2 separate regions of the Gossypium hirsutum genome follow, and region 2 is linked to region 1. A link is a contact called in public Hi-C data. All regions are on one chromosome and are shown on one strand. The core of a region is the stretch at or near the end of the contact, and the rest is flanking DNA. Distances in the headings are between cores, read along the strand shown. Region 1 holds the start of LOC107902613 (beta-glucuronosyltransferase GlcAT14A). Region 2 holds the start of LOC107902645 (a long non-coding RNA gene).

The links. Hi-C and Micro-C count contacts between places; a contact is called where the count stands out from the background.
Region 2: a Hi-C map of leaf shows a contact between it and region 1, with 4 times the contacts expected there. The contact joins the enhancer-like site here to the promoter of LOC107902613 in region 1. A contact is called at or near these places in 11 of 34 Hi-C or Micro-C datasets (callus, fibers, leaf and 2 more).

What each region holds. Positions count from the first base shown.
Region 1 is chrA11:118,602,622-118,610,294 of Gossypium_hirsutum_v2.1, reverse strand. LOC107902613 (beta-glucuronosyltransferase GlcAT14A) reads right to left here and starts at 4,764. Exons shown (of 5, transcript XM_016828764.2): 1 at 4,507-4,764; 2 at 3,222-3,920; 3 at 3,063-3,138; 4 at 2,861-2,976; 5 at 2,167-2,771. The coding sequence starts at 3,783. The coding sequence ends at 2,272. It overlaps LOC107902594 (protein SPA1-RELATED 3), which reads left to right. Exons shown (of 10, transcript XR_005904578.1): 4 at 1-503; 5 at 584-730; 6 at 862-1,173; 7 at 1,296-1,355; 8 at 1,502-1,785; 9 at 2,301-2,783; 10 at 2,885-2,910.
Region 2 is chrA11:118,649,828-118,657,590 of Gossypium_hirsutum_v2.1, reverse strand. It overlaps LOC107902645 (a long non-coding RNA gene), which reads right to left and starts at 4,539. Exons shown (of 2, transcript XR_005904581.1): 1 at 4,426-4,539; 2 at 2,452-3,153. Within about 2 kb of position 1,385, at least 1 of the 9 cell types and tissues checked has an H3K27ac peak or open chromatin away from gene starts, as enhancers often do.

The DNA of each region.
Region 1 (7,673 bases), core at 3,515-6,014:
AGAAACTCGAGTCAGCATATTTTTTAACAAGGTGCAGACCAGTGAAGCAATCCGGGAAGCCATCGGGTAGACAAACACCATTGAGTAGTGATGGCCGAGGATCGATTGTTATGACCGAAAGAAGTTCTGTCAATAATTTAACATCGAAAGAGAGCTGTAGCGAGAGCTCGGAAAGCGGATGGATAAACCCATTCCTTGAGGGCTTGTGCAAGTATCTATCTTACAGCAAGTTAAAAGTTAAGGCAAATTTGAAACAAGGAGATTTATTAAATTCTTCCAATCTGGTATGCTCTCTCGGGTTTGATCGCGACGCAGAATTTTTTGCTACAGCTGGTGTAAATAAGAAGATTAAAGTATTTGAATGTGATGCGGTCATAAATCAAAATCGTGACATCCACTATCCTGTGGTTGAAATGGCTAGTCGTTCAAAGCTAAGCAGTATATGTTGGAATAGTTATATAAAAAGTCAGATTGCATCGAGTAACTTTGAAGGAGTGGTGCAGGTACGTAAAGCATTCAATTACCATTCATTGTTCGGTTGTCTTTTTGCTGTATGTAAATCCGTATCTTGACCATTTTTCAGGTGTGGGATGTCACAAGAAGTCAAGTACTCACTGAAATGAGAGAACATGAGAAACGCGTATGGTCCATCGACTTTTCATCAGCAGATCCAACAGTTTTGGCTAGTGGGAGCGATGACGGCTCTGTAAAGCTATGGAGTATCAATCAGGCAATTCTACTTTTGCACTTGATGGATGTCAGCTTTGAAAATAAACGTACTACAGTCATCTAATTTCTTGTCGTGTATAGTTTATTCTCGATGTATGATAAGTTTTTCTCTTACCTGGGCTGCTACTGCAGGGAGCAAGTATTTGTACCATCAGGACAAGGGCCAATGTTTGCTGCGTCCAGTTTCCTTCCGAATCTGGTCGTTCTCTTGCATTCGGATCAGCTGATCATAAAATTTATTACTATGATCTTCGAAACTCTAGGATTCCTCTATGCACGCTAGTTGGACACAATAAAACCGTGAGTGACGTCAAGTTTGTTGATGCAAATACTCTCGTGTCTTCTTCCACGGATAATACTTTGAAGCTTTGGGATTTGTCAGTGAGCAATTCTCAGGTTATTGATACTCCCCTTCAGTCCTTTACTGGCCACATGAATGTAAAGGTATATTAACTCATGCAATGTCAAAATTTGTTTTGACTTGATTATTATGCTAAGTACATTTTGTTCTTGTTATAGTTTACTTGGTTTGCTTGAGTTTGTTTTTATTCTCATGATTGTTGCAGAACTTTGTGGGCTTGTCGGTATCCGATGGTTACATTGCTACTGGCTCTGAGACTAATGAGGTGATTCATATCTTCTCACATTTGTTTTAATAGTCTTAAAAGCTTTTTTTGAATCTTACATGGAATCTCTACCTTGTCCGACGAGGCATTCATTCCGTCGGATAGGGATTTATGTTTTAGCACTCACTGGCAACTCTATTTTATAGGTATTCATATACCATAAAGCTTTCCCGATGCCAGCGTTGACATTCAAGTTCAACAACATGGATCCACTTTCCGGACAAGAAATGGATGATGCCGCGCAGTTTATCTCGTCTGTTTGTTGGCGCGGCCGGTCTTCTACCCTAGTAGCTGCAAATTCAACCGGGAATATCAAAATTCTGGAGATGGTTTAGTTTGGCCTACTTCTCTTGGATTCATCATCCATGGTTGAAGCAAGAACACAAACAAAATCCATGCCGGCACAAAAACTTTGATCAAATAAATACAGGTATCAGACATTGGAGAGTATTAAAAAGAGTATAGCATTTGAGCAAAAAACAAAAACATTTTTGGCTGTAGATGATAACAGATGCAATTAACATGAAGATTGAGAATGACTTAATCAAATATGTGTAGATAAAACTCAAAAAGGAAAACAAAAAGACAGCAATTGAATCCTCTTGTATATTTGTAATGCTTATATAGTTCATAGTCATTTTTTAGCAATTATATTTAATTTATGAAGCTATTCATAAATATTTTGATGTTGATCAAGTTCATGGGGAAGCAGAGCAGGCAAAGATGATGACCCGGATTTGAGAATCCACCCAAAACTATCCAAACTGTAAATCTGAACCCGAACTTGAACAGGATCTAATGATAATCAAGATTAGGTCAAATAAGCAGTGTTATTATTGAAGTTTTTCTATTAGATACAATTTTTTTTACTGATGTTTGTATTCCTCGTTGATTCAATTTCTCCATATAATTAAATCTATCTACACTGATCTTGACCATTATTAGCTTTCATAGCTAACCTAGCTATGAGTTGGCAAAGCCTTTGAGCTCCTGGACCTGGCTTGATCTTGTTCGAGTCCCCAACTTCTGAACATGTTGGTTTGCCGGAACACCAAGCGCCAGGAGTGAAACTCCCCTTTGCCCTGCCAAGCAAATCTGCATCAATCTTGTCCAAGACGGGATCATCGTGTTTAAATTTCCGGGCAAATGCTGCGTTGCTCTGTATCATCTTATCTGTGTCATTAATGTTAAGGATGTGTGGGTGTTGTTTCGGGGGATTATCCCACGAAATATAGTGCAAATCATGGTTGACAACCGTCTTGGCAAATTCGGGAACGTTGCATACGACTGTCTGGAAGTAGCCTTCAGGGGAGGAGACGAAGTTTGTGTAATACATGAGAAGTGTTCTTGGTAGATTATCCCAACCCCAAACACAGAACTCTACAAACGGACGAGATAAAACTGTCCATGCCGAACCTGCAATCAAAGGTGTTCCGAAACAGTTAACAGCAAATCTTGTAAGCTGAAACAAATGTACCGTTTTTGTTCTGAACACGAGTATTAACCAGTAAATAGTTTAAATGCTGTAGGCAATGTTCTCCTTGGGGTGGCCAAATATATATCAGACTTGGTTGACTTGTAAAGTCCAGGATCTACAATCAAAGGCTTAGCTCTTTCATTCCTGCAGAAACAACAGGCAAAACATTTTGGCCTTTTAGGCATACGTAAAGATCTTCTGATTGAGAACGAACAAGGGAGACAACTTACGCTTTCCAACCAAGATTGCTTGTGTGCTCTATAAAGTTAAGGTTCCGATTTAAAGCCGAAAATGTATAAACAAGATCTGCAGATCACAAACTAATAGATCAACAGGTGCCAATGTAGAATCGAAAAACTCAAAACTTAAGCATATGATTAGAGACTAACCATCTTGAGTCACTAGAGGATAATCTGATGCACTGAGATTTATAAACCAATCCCAATCTTTATTTCTCTTAAGAAGAACAGCACAAGCATGGAGTGTATTAGCAACCATTGTAGGCCCTCTATAAGTAACCATATTAGCCTTACTGATCATATAAACATTCCCAACTTTGTTGAAAACTGTATGGTTATCGATCCGGGACGCAAGTGCCAATCTTTCCTCAGGTGGTGCCTCGAGGTCCAAATGAACTACGTATTCGTTCCGAGGATGGTACAACGCATGAAGCGTCCTCCAAAGCTTTTCCAAATCACCTTTTGATCCCGAAACCAAATAAGCAAAACGAGGTAACGTCGGACCAGCAGGTGGCGGTGTACCTAACTCAATCTTCGATTCAGCATATTCCGACGTCCTTTGATGAGCCGAAAAAATGGGGAAAATCGAGTTGAATTTGTGAACCGAAGATACAAGCCCCATATTTAAGGAAGTAACAAAAACAAACGCACATACAAGTGAACTAAGCACCACAGGGCACACACATTTCTTCTCCATTTCCGAGGGCGCCATTGTTAGTCCTTAAATCTTCAGCTTATCATCAACATAAAATATAGAATTCAATTGCAAATGGTACCCAAAAGTACCATAAATCTTCAAATCAAGACATTTCCTCTTATATACATATTCCAAAATATACCTCCGTATAGCTGTTTAAATGCACAAACAAGAATCATATTAGTTTATAATAAAATAGAACATAGCTTGTAATGCTAATTCCCTTATCATAAAGAAACTGAAAACTTTTCAAAGAATTATAAAAGAGTATGAAGTATAGAACAAACAAAGAAAAAGGTGGACGATATAATATGAACAATTAGTTAAACATGCAGTGTCATTAAGCTACTCTATGGTATCTGGTTTCTGAAGAAAAGTTATTATAAAGCAAATGATTTTATTCAACTTTTATATTGCAAAAAAAAATATGAATTAAAAATTGTATACATTAAGAAAAACCCAGAAAATCAACTCTTTGACAAAATAAACAAAACCCAAATCTTTAAAAAAAAAATATATATATATATATCAGAATCATAAAGCTATAAAGCTATCAGTGCAAGCAAAGTAAAAGTAAATATTTAATGGATAAAAAATCACAAAGTTAAATGAATATAGGACTGATTACATAGCATTTGTAGCAGAATCAGAATTATTTTTTTTAAAAGTTCAATGAATATAAACTGAAATCTAAAATCAAGAAAACTTTAAAAGAACATGAAAATTTAAGGAACAAACCTGATATTTTGTAGTGGTAAACAGAAAAAAAAGAGTACAAGTTGGAAGAAAAAGAAGTCCCAAAGTTCTATTTTTTATGAATTGATGTGATAAAGAACAGAGTTTTTAAGTTAGTAAAAAATTTCTTCTTTTTTTTATTTTTTCCTTTAATCTGTATCTAAGGCTTTGGAGTTTCCGGTAATCCACAAGAGTTCTTTGGATTGACCATGGACTGCAAAAATTTGCAAAAAAAAAAAAAAAAAAAATTGAAGCAGACTTTGAACACGACAAGTTGCACAGACTCTTTATTTTATTTGCCTAACGTAGGAGCCGTATATTCATATTTATTGGCAAGTCAGATTTGTTTGAACGTTTATTATTAGGTTAAAATATGGTTCAAGTCCATGTACTCTTTTATATTTGAAATTTAATCTTTTTATTTTTCAAGTTTTAAAATTTAAGTTCAATTGTTAAACCTATTAATTTTTTTTATAAAGTCATGGGTGAGACATTTTGAAATTAAAAAAGAAGAAGAAAATACTCCATTGATAGGCATATAATGAAAAATCAACGTTGTAATGAACATAAATTTAACAAGATTAACAATTAAACTTACATATTTAAATCTGAAATGTACATATTTTGTTATTTTGTTGAAGATAATGTAATGCTTGTAAATTATTTATATATATATATATGTTAATGTAAAAAGTCATGGGCCAAAATAATAAAAAAAAGAATTAAGATTAAAACGATAAAAAAATAAATATTCGAAATTAAATTTGTCATTATCTTAATTTTTTTTATCTAATTAAACTCGAGTTTGAGTGGTTTGGCAAGAAAAGAAATATAATTATAATGGATTATTGTCGTAGATTTAAAAATAAATTCCAAACTGAAAACATTATTTATTTTTGAGGTTGTTAATCTTTATTATGAGTTTAAAAAAAGTTTATTTTAGTCTTTCTATCGTTAAAAAGGAAAATTTTACTTTATGTACATTTGAAAAACTGACATTTTAGTCTTACATGTGAATTTTACCATTAATGGAATAATATCATTTAACGGTGATTAATGTGGCATTAAAATATTACATCAAATTAAAAGTTTATTTGTCTTGAAAATAAATGGAATTATGTGGCTTAACGGTAACTGAGGTAGACCAAACTACAATAATTTAAACATAACAATTATGTAAAAAAAAAAAAGAATTGAAAACAATTTGGGGTAAAAGAAAAATCAATTTCTTAACCTTTAATTTGATTTAATTTTATTTAATGCTAAGTTAGCCACTATTAAGTTATATCATTCCATTAACGATAATGTTAACATGTAAGAACTAAAATATTAACTTTTGAAATGTACAAAAATTAAAATGTTTTTTTTAATAATATAAGGACTAAAATAAACTTTATGATACAAATTAGACTAAAATCGAAAATAAAAAAAATTAAATCTACATATAATAGTTTAAAAGTCATGTATTAATATCCAACAAAAAACGCATTAATCAATTTATAAAAATGCTTTCATTAAATAATAAAAAGAAAACTCCCCTATTTTGCTATTAAATTTAATTAAATCATTATAATCAAAGCCAACAGATTATGATGGAAATTTATATGTTTTATTCATTCTTCTATCATTTTCATCGCCAAACAAATATAAAGAACAAAAATAATATAAATTTTAATCACTGAATTATGTCTAATTTTATCATTATAAATTTGCTATATTTAATTATTATATTAAATAAATTATTGTTTTTAATTTATTAGAAATCCATCAAATTAAGTTATTAATTACTATATTTAATTGCAAAAATCTTTTCCTTTTTTCTTTTTTCACGTAGCATAGTTTTATCTAAAAGTTAGTATCTTATTAAACTTTAAATTTTACTTGTTACTTGTAAAAGATGGTTTTTGGATTCTGATGAAATTTGGTATATATGAATTAAACATATTTAATATACATGTCATATTCAAATGTAAATATTTTTCCTTAAAATTTGTAAAATAATTAATAATTGATATTACATTTATATTAAAAAATTAGAATGTGAGATCAAAATTCTACTTAAGATATATGATTTATCCAACCATTAAATTAAACACTTTCAATCTAATACGCCACTTAGGTATAATGTGACACATGTTACCTCCAAACTATTGATAATTTATTAAAAAATCCCTGAATTTATGTACCTTAATGAGAAACTTAAACATGCTTAAATTAAGGCTTGTAATGCTGGTATATTTTTGCTTCTGAGTATTTCACACTACTCCCCACGTTTCAACTTTCTTTTTTCTGTTAAAGAAATACAATAAAGATGCGGAAATCCATGATGATGATGATGGGATCTGTTTCCCAATCATTACGCCACGTATCATCGTTGTTTGGCAGGCGTCTGATTCTGATTTGGAGTCGGAGAAAAGGGAATTTCATGTTGACTGGTAACCGGCTTCCACTGCCAGTCCACCCAGATTTAATGCGGATTGATCCAACATTTGTTGACTTCTTAACCTTTAAGTTCGTGGGCTTATCTTCATTCCTAATCATGTTTATCAACCTTTTCCTACATGATAATTTGAGTCCTGTGTAAAATTTGTCAAAGTCGTTAAAAAATATGGATTAAACTTAAATCTTTTTAAATTTAAACTTGAGTCCGATCTGTTTTTATATTTTTAATATATTATATAATTTATAATATATACACAAATTTAATTTATAGTAATATATAGTATTACAATATTATATAAAAATTTTAACTACTGCTCCATATAACTCAAGACTTATATATTATGATAATAATTTATATAATATGATAATTAAATATATTATATTATAATTAAAAGTTTGTTAAATTGTTTATATTTATAAGAGATAAATCTCAAAATTATATAAGAAATTTAATTTTATGTAATTTTATAAATGAAAATTTGATTTGATCAAATTCTCATAAATTATTAATATAACATTATTTTATGTTTATATATTGTATATACAAATAATTATATTTATATAATAAAAAAATAAATTGATGTATTTATTTCTTTAAATGTGTATGATTGAATAAAAATTAAATTTTCTTGTATATATTTAAACCACAATTAAAATTTAATGTATCTAAATGCACCAAATCAAAATTTATATATAATTTTGAGATTTATTCTTTACTATAAAAATAG
Region 2 (7,763 bases), core at 136-2,635, 51 kb before region 1:
AATAATTTATTATCTCGCCTATTTTTTATATTTTTTATTTCGTATATATTTAAAAAAATTAAAAAATATAAATTTGAATATTAAAAAAATAAGTATACACTTAATTGAGCTTTAATTTATTTGACATAGTTATTGTTATAACATGTAGGAGAACATAGATTTTAGTGCGGTTTAAATGCATATTATACTTAAACCCATAAATTTTCTCAAACTTTTAAATTGAAAGATGACGCCCACTTAAACGTACTTAAAAACTAGGTCCTATTGCATGTTGCAATAATAATGATGGCAACGGATAAATTTTTTGTAAAATTAGATTTTAGTTCTTTAAACAATCATCCAAAAATAGTAAATTATGTTTGACCTCCAAAAGTTTTTAGTTTGATTTTTACTAATATTATAGATCTTTTAATTAACTATAAAACTTTAAAATTCATATTTTATTATGAAAAAATTATATATTATTTGCAATAATAATATTAAATTTAATATTTCTTACACTTAGATTGTTCATCATCGAATTAAATCAAGATTGAGAGGAAAAAGAATTGTTAGCCAAAGTCGATCTAACTCATAACACTTAATTTTTTTAAATATTCTTATAATGGTCGCGCTAATCGCATTGCTGTTAGGGTTTTGTTCTCCACTTGTAGTTCACCAAAAAAATAAAATAAAATATATTTTATAATTTTTTTACTTTAAACATTTATATATACATCCAATGGAAATAAAAAACTTTATGTTACAAATTCAAATGTTTTGGGTTCAAATCTCATCATGTACATGTATTTTTCTTGATTGTATATATAAAAATAATAATAATAATGAATTTTTGATAATTTCATAACTGAATTGAGACCAAGTTAATGGGTAACATAAACTCAATCAAAGCTTTAAATAATAGTGTAAATATTCTTTGGTCTCTGAAAATCTTTTCAGCTTCACCTAACAATTTTTTTTGAAAGTTTCACAAGTACAAGTACAAAACATGTACAAGTTATAACCATAACAAAAGTATAAATATATGACCAATCAATTATAATGTAGTTTAAGAAGAATCAAACAAAAATTGAACTAATTTAAAAATAATCTTATAAAATCCACATAAAACATATACACAAAAACTGTGAGAAGAAGATCCACACATCCCAATTCTCAATAGTGGGATACAAACTCGAGATTTCAAAATTTTGGACCTTAGCCAAGAATAGATCTACCAAGAATTCATTGACCTTCACCTAACAATTTTTAATTTAACCTAAACTGAATTAAAGGAGATAATACATATAAAAGAAAGAAAGGGAAATGAGATGGACATGAGGGGAGGATAGGAAGCCAAGCCCTCCATTATGAAGATTCCTTATGCCTTTTCCCCGAGAGGCGTGTGCTTTTCTCATGCCTATGTGGGCCTTACTTACATATCCACTAATCCTATTCCTCCCTCTGCACTGCCCCCATTTCACCATCTATAAATACATCACCATGCTCTTAAACCCATTCCATTGCAATCTTATAAGCTACCTTAACACAAGTTACAAACTCAAAAACCCCAAGTTCTCACTTTCAAAAAACTTCCCACATTCACCATGTCTGACAGGTGCGGCAACTGTGACTGCGCTGACCGCAGCCAATGCACGTAAGTAATCCATGATGCTCTTACCTTTACCCTTGTGTTGTTGCTTGAAACTATGTCTTAAACGAGCTGAAACAATGTCTTGTTGTGTATGTTATATTGTTTTTTTCATGTTTATTGTATGTCAAAGTTGTGTGGTATTAAAACTAAGGCCTTTTTTTGGTGCTTTTTCTATGCCTACAGGAAGGGAAACAGCAACACCATGATCATTGAGACTGAGAAGAGGTATATACTTTGGCTTTTCAAGCACTCTGAATCTCTAACATCTGCAAATTTTATATATGAACCATCCATAACTATGTTACTCGAGCTCGGGTTGACGGTTGGATGTTGGTTTATACGTGTCAAGATACAAGTTTCTCAAATATTTAGAGGATGATATATGCTTTTGGAAAAATAGAGGCTATATGGATCCTAATTATAATCGGAGAATCAAGAAACTTAAATATGGGAAATGATATGTTAATTATATAATCTGTTCTGTTGTTCTAATTGCAGCTACATCAACACTGCTGTGATGGATGCTCCAGCTGAGAACGATGGCAAGTGCAAGTGCGGTACTGGCTGCAGCTGCACAGACTGCACCTGTGGCCACTAAGCCAACATACAATGGTCATGCTTCAGGTCATGGCATATATAGGGATCTAAATAATGAATTTAAGGTTGAATAATTTGTCTGTTGTAGTTTGTGTGGTGACTTATATCTGTCAGTTAACCTTTGTATCCTTTACTATGATGTAATGGCTATGCTTATGGCCTTATCTGGTTAATGAAGTATCCTTACTATATATATCTCTGTCTCTACGATGAAACATATATACATGAAGCATTTTTATCACCATTAATGTCTGAACTCAAACCAGTTACAAATGAAAGTATTGTGGCTGTTCCAAGAGATTAGATAAGGCTAAACAGCCTCATAACAAAGGAAAATACATGAAAATTTAACAGTTGGGATGAATCCAACATCAATAGGGCAAGAAAATGTATCTGTCCTTTATTTCTTAGATTTTTCAAATAATATGTGTAAATGGTTTTGTAACTAAATGTTTTCACTCTATAAACTTTGTGTATCAAATCTCAAACATTGAAGCCCTCTGCACGAAGGCATATACGAGGAGCTTCTATCCATTTTGCACAAGCTTCTTCACCGTGCTGTACAATGCATTCATCTCTGAGCTTCTTTGTCTTGGGGCAAGCGCAGCAAATTTTCTTCTTTGGCTTTGATTCTGCACCGGTTGTTGGTTTTGCTGATTCCTGATTTTGCTGCAAGCCGGGCAAAGCTAACGTAGATGTATTTTGTGTAGGCAACCCACCCATTTTCTCCGGAAGTAAGTGATTCCAAGGTACTTTGAAACAGAATCAAAGTTTAATGCGCAAGGAAAATGAAGAAATTTCATCACAAAGTCGAAGAAAATCAATATTGGCCGTGATAACAGGAATGAGGAATCATATTACAACAACAAACTGCAGCTAATGTCAATTATTTTTCCTTTTTGGCCATTCAAGTACCAAAGCATCTGCAAATTTATATTGTACGCTGTCCAATTAATCAATATTGTGAAAGCAAAAGCACAACCAACATAACAATAGCCTATCTAGCATGACTATAACTGCACCAGGCTATATTACTTGGACTCGGGAATAAGTATAGTATATGGGTATATATCCAACAAGAGCATGCTCAATTTTTCTAAGTTTTTTTCACATGTTGGTGGATACCTACATCCAAATATGTATCAAACATGAGTGTCGGACATATATACCTTAACAAAAATGAAGAGTTTTAAGTAATGTATGCATTGGGTAGAAATGACAGGTTTGTGTATAAAAATACTGAAAACAGCTGGTCAAGTGAATAATATTGGTACCGGGGTATTATCACCCAAAAAAGAAAGCTTGAAATGTTCAAAATAGAAATACCATTTTATGCTTCTCCAACATTCTCTCTTACATGTCAAATAAACTTCACAAAGACTTAAAACATAAGTATCGATTTGTTATATAATGAAAGCAAAATATAAGAACCTGAAACTAAACCAATTCTCTGAAGCAGTGTATCTGATGACCACTAGGTCGATCATACAATTCGACTGAACACTAATACTAATAACATAAAAGACCAGCAAAGTAACAGTTCCAAAGCAAATCAAATTTGTGTAATTTATTCCTTGAGTAATTTAGAAGTACATAACAATGAGTAACTGAAATTAAAATGCAAGTTTTCCTCTTTGTATCTAAGCATTTCAACATTGCTATCGAGTGATGGTATATAATTTCATCTTCACCTAAAGCTAAATAACATTTTCCAGGATCCAAACTCCAAAACAAAGGCCAAAGATCTTCAGCTGCAGTCACATACCCTCATATCCATTTATTCTAAAAAATAAGTCAAGAACAAATCTATATTGCACCATTTTATTTCTTTACCTTTTAGCTTTCCACCATCCAAAAGAAAACAAATACCATGAACATGAAATAAAATTTTCTCCCCTATCAGTTTAGTCCAAATTCAAAAAAAAAAAAGCAGCCATAATTCTACAGAACAAGAAAAACCCAGATAGATAAAAACAATAATCAATCAAATTAATACTTTGAAAGGGTAAAATTTGAATCTTTGTTCTTATAATACAAGCTTTTTGCCTCGAAAACACGTTTTTTTTGCCCTTTTCGTTGGTTTCCTACGTATACTAAAACCTTCTTCTTCTAGGAATCAAGGAATAGATAGAAAAAGAAGAGGAACAATATATAAACAAAGAAATAAATATACAATTAATGAAAAGAAAACTTACGCTGAATTTTATGCAAAGGAAGATTCGGATCCGGCAACTGGTGGTCGCCGCTGGGTTTTCTAGAGGTTTATTGAAATAAATAACACTTTTTCAATGGAGTGAAATTGGACTAGCCTTTTATGGTTCAAATAGTATATAGAAAATGAAGCCCAAGAAGCAACATGGGTTCCTTCATATAAAAGATTTAGATTTCTGAATTCAATCCATTTAATTATAATTAAATAAAATTTATCTACTTTAAATTTATATATCATCAATTAAATCGATTAAATTATTAGTTCAATCGACATATATTGGTGAATTATAAGAGAAAGATAAAGCCCTAACATCAACGTAACTAGTACAACTTGAACTCAAGTCACACTTGAGGCAATGAACATCTTAACCATCAGGTCAATACACGAGATTCTAAAATATTATATATTTTAATTATCAATCCAATCATATTTTTAATAATTATTGTTTGTTATAATTTTTACTTCTTAAAAGCACATTAATTAAAGTTTGAGTTAGATAGAATGATAACAAAGGCATAATAATTTTTAAATCATATTTATTCTATTGCACGAACAAAGCTAAAAACATAATTAATTCTAATTATATCATATCTTTACTATATTATTATACAACAAACTAATATGAAGATAAATCATGAAATATTTAGTTCTTGATACATTTTTAATTATATTTTTTTTAACTAATCACCAAAAACAACACACATATATATATGTTGATTCACATTAGTCAAACACAGGAAAAAAAATATAAATTTATTAAAACATCAATTAAAATATTAACTACAAGAAGTTAAAGTTCATTTGAAAAGACATCGTAGCATATTTGGTTGTTTGACAATTAGAAAGGTTGGTATGCAAAAAAATCAAAGTAAAATTGAGAATTAAATAATGGATTAATTAGGGATAGGTAGTTTTAGAGGGTTCAAACGTCTTTTCGTGTTTTAGTAGAATTTCAAGTCCGATGGATAAGTTTGGATTTGGTCTAGTTCACAAAACGGACTTAAATTTTTATCTAAACCCAATCAAAAAATTTATTTTATAATATAAAAAATTAAAAATATAAGAACAAATGCACTAATAACATAAAACAGATGATTTTCAGCAAATTGAAAATACATTTAAAAGTTTTTATATTAAAATAGTAGCAAAATAAACAATAAAACAAAAGTTTTACAATAGCAAAATACTAAGGATTTACGTACCTGGCCAAAAAAATATTGCCCAATGCCTGATCTATTTAGAAAACAGATTTAATTTTTTAAGCTTATATTTTTATTTAAACCCTCTCACTTTTCAAATATATTTTCGAGCAGCCCAACCCTTAGAAAAGTATACTAATATTTCCATTTATGATATATGAAACAAAAGTACTCATAATAAATCTTTGGGTCCATTAAATATGGTTGTCATCCCCTTACCTAAGACACCTATTTTCTTTTATATAATTACTGGAAATTTTTTATTCATTTTATAATTTTTAATTTTTAACATTAAAAAATATCACAAAATTTACTTTTTGAATATATAAAATATTAAATCTAATTCATATACATAAGCATAAATCTTATATTATCATATATTAATTAATTATCATTTACGACTTTGATCTTGAAAATTAATGAATAAACCATCTACATTTAAATAAGGAATTAAAAATATTAAATAGTATCTCAACTCAATTTACATGCCATAATTCGATTTGAGAGAATAATATTTTATGATGTAAAAAATAAATATTTTATATTTAAAATAGTGAAATTAATTAAAAATTATTGTAAAAATATTTTCAAAAATATTATATAATAATTATTTTTATTAACTTGAAAAATATGTTTTTTAAATATTTATAAAAAAACTTTGAAACTTTGCTAAATAAGATCTAAAAATCATAAAGAACCAAACTCATAATTAGTATATAAAAAAATAAGAACCAAATTGAACTGAATTATCACGAATTTGTGTACGTCTGATTGAACTTAGCCTCAATCACCATTTCCTCTCTCACTATCATAAGTGTTATTGCTTCACTTTTTCTTCTTAAGTCTTAACCGGGATCATCCTTTTTAGGCAAAATCAAGATTGTTTGAATTGTATTAGATTATTAGATTAAATCAGAAAAAGTATTAATTTGGTAACCTGTATTAAATGATTGAATCAAATATAATATTGATTGAATTGAAATTTTAATAATTTTTTATTTTAATAATTTATATAATCAAATCAAACGAATCGATGGAATGAATTAAGTCAATCACTTTTAACACCTAATTCTGAAAAATAAATAAATTTAAACAATAGAAGTCGATTCCTATAAAATTACCCATAAAATAATGGAGTGGGGTAATAAAAGCAAAGATACAAAATAGAAAGGAAAAAAAAAGGCCATAATCATGAGAAGCTTTACCAAAGGTTGAATTGAATTGGGAACATGCAAAAGGGCCATTAACACCGCCTCAATTATTCACCATACAACTGTTTGTTTATTTGTTTTCCTAATAAAGCTCCAAGTGTTTGGTTTTCCTTTTTCTTCTCTTTTTTCACTTCTCTAACAAGTAGAAGACTTGACATAGTAAATAGTAAATTAGGGTAGAAACCACTCAACTATGATTTTTTTTACCTCATTATAATAAATTATAAAATGATCGTTCAACAATTAGTAAATGTTTTTTTTTATCATTCAACTATAAAAAATATCAAAATAATCATTCAACTATTTATTTTTGTCTTTTCTGGTCACTGATTGGTTAATGTAATAATGAAAATACCAAAAAATTCAATATAGCCGGGTGATCAAAAAATACAAAATTGAATAGTTGAGTGATTATTTTATAACTTTTCATAATTAGGTGACCAAAAAGGAAATTTACTAATAGTTGAATGACTATTTTATAATTTTTTGTAATCGGATGAAAAAAAACTATTGTTGGATGACTATTAATGTAGTTTTCATATAGTAAATACAATATAAAATATTAAGAATATGTTTCACATTTAAAAAAAAATTGATCATGTGTTAGTTTAGTTGATACCATTATTATTATAATAATAAAAAACGTGAGTTCGAATAATTTTAAATGCACTTTTCCTTCATTTTATAGGTTTGAAGAGTTAAGGGTAGAAATAAGTATTGTATAAAAAATTTAAAAAAATCGTCGACATTCAAAAGATTATTTGATTATATATTTATTTTAAAAAGTTAAATAATTTATCAAAATTGAATTAGTACAAGACTTTAAACATGACTATTTATATTATTATTTAAATGTGTAGCTGAGTTGGTGTTACGAATCAACTTGATATAACTCAGTCAATGAAATTACC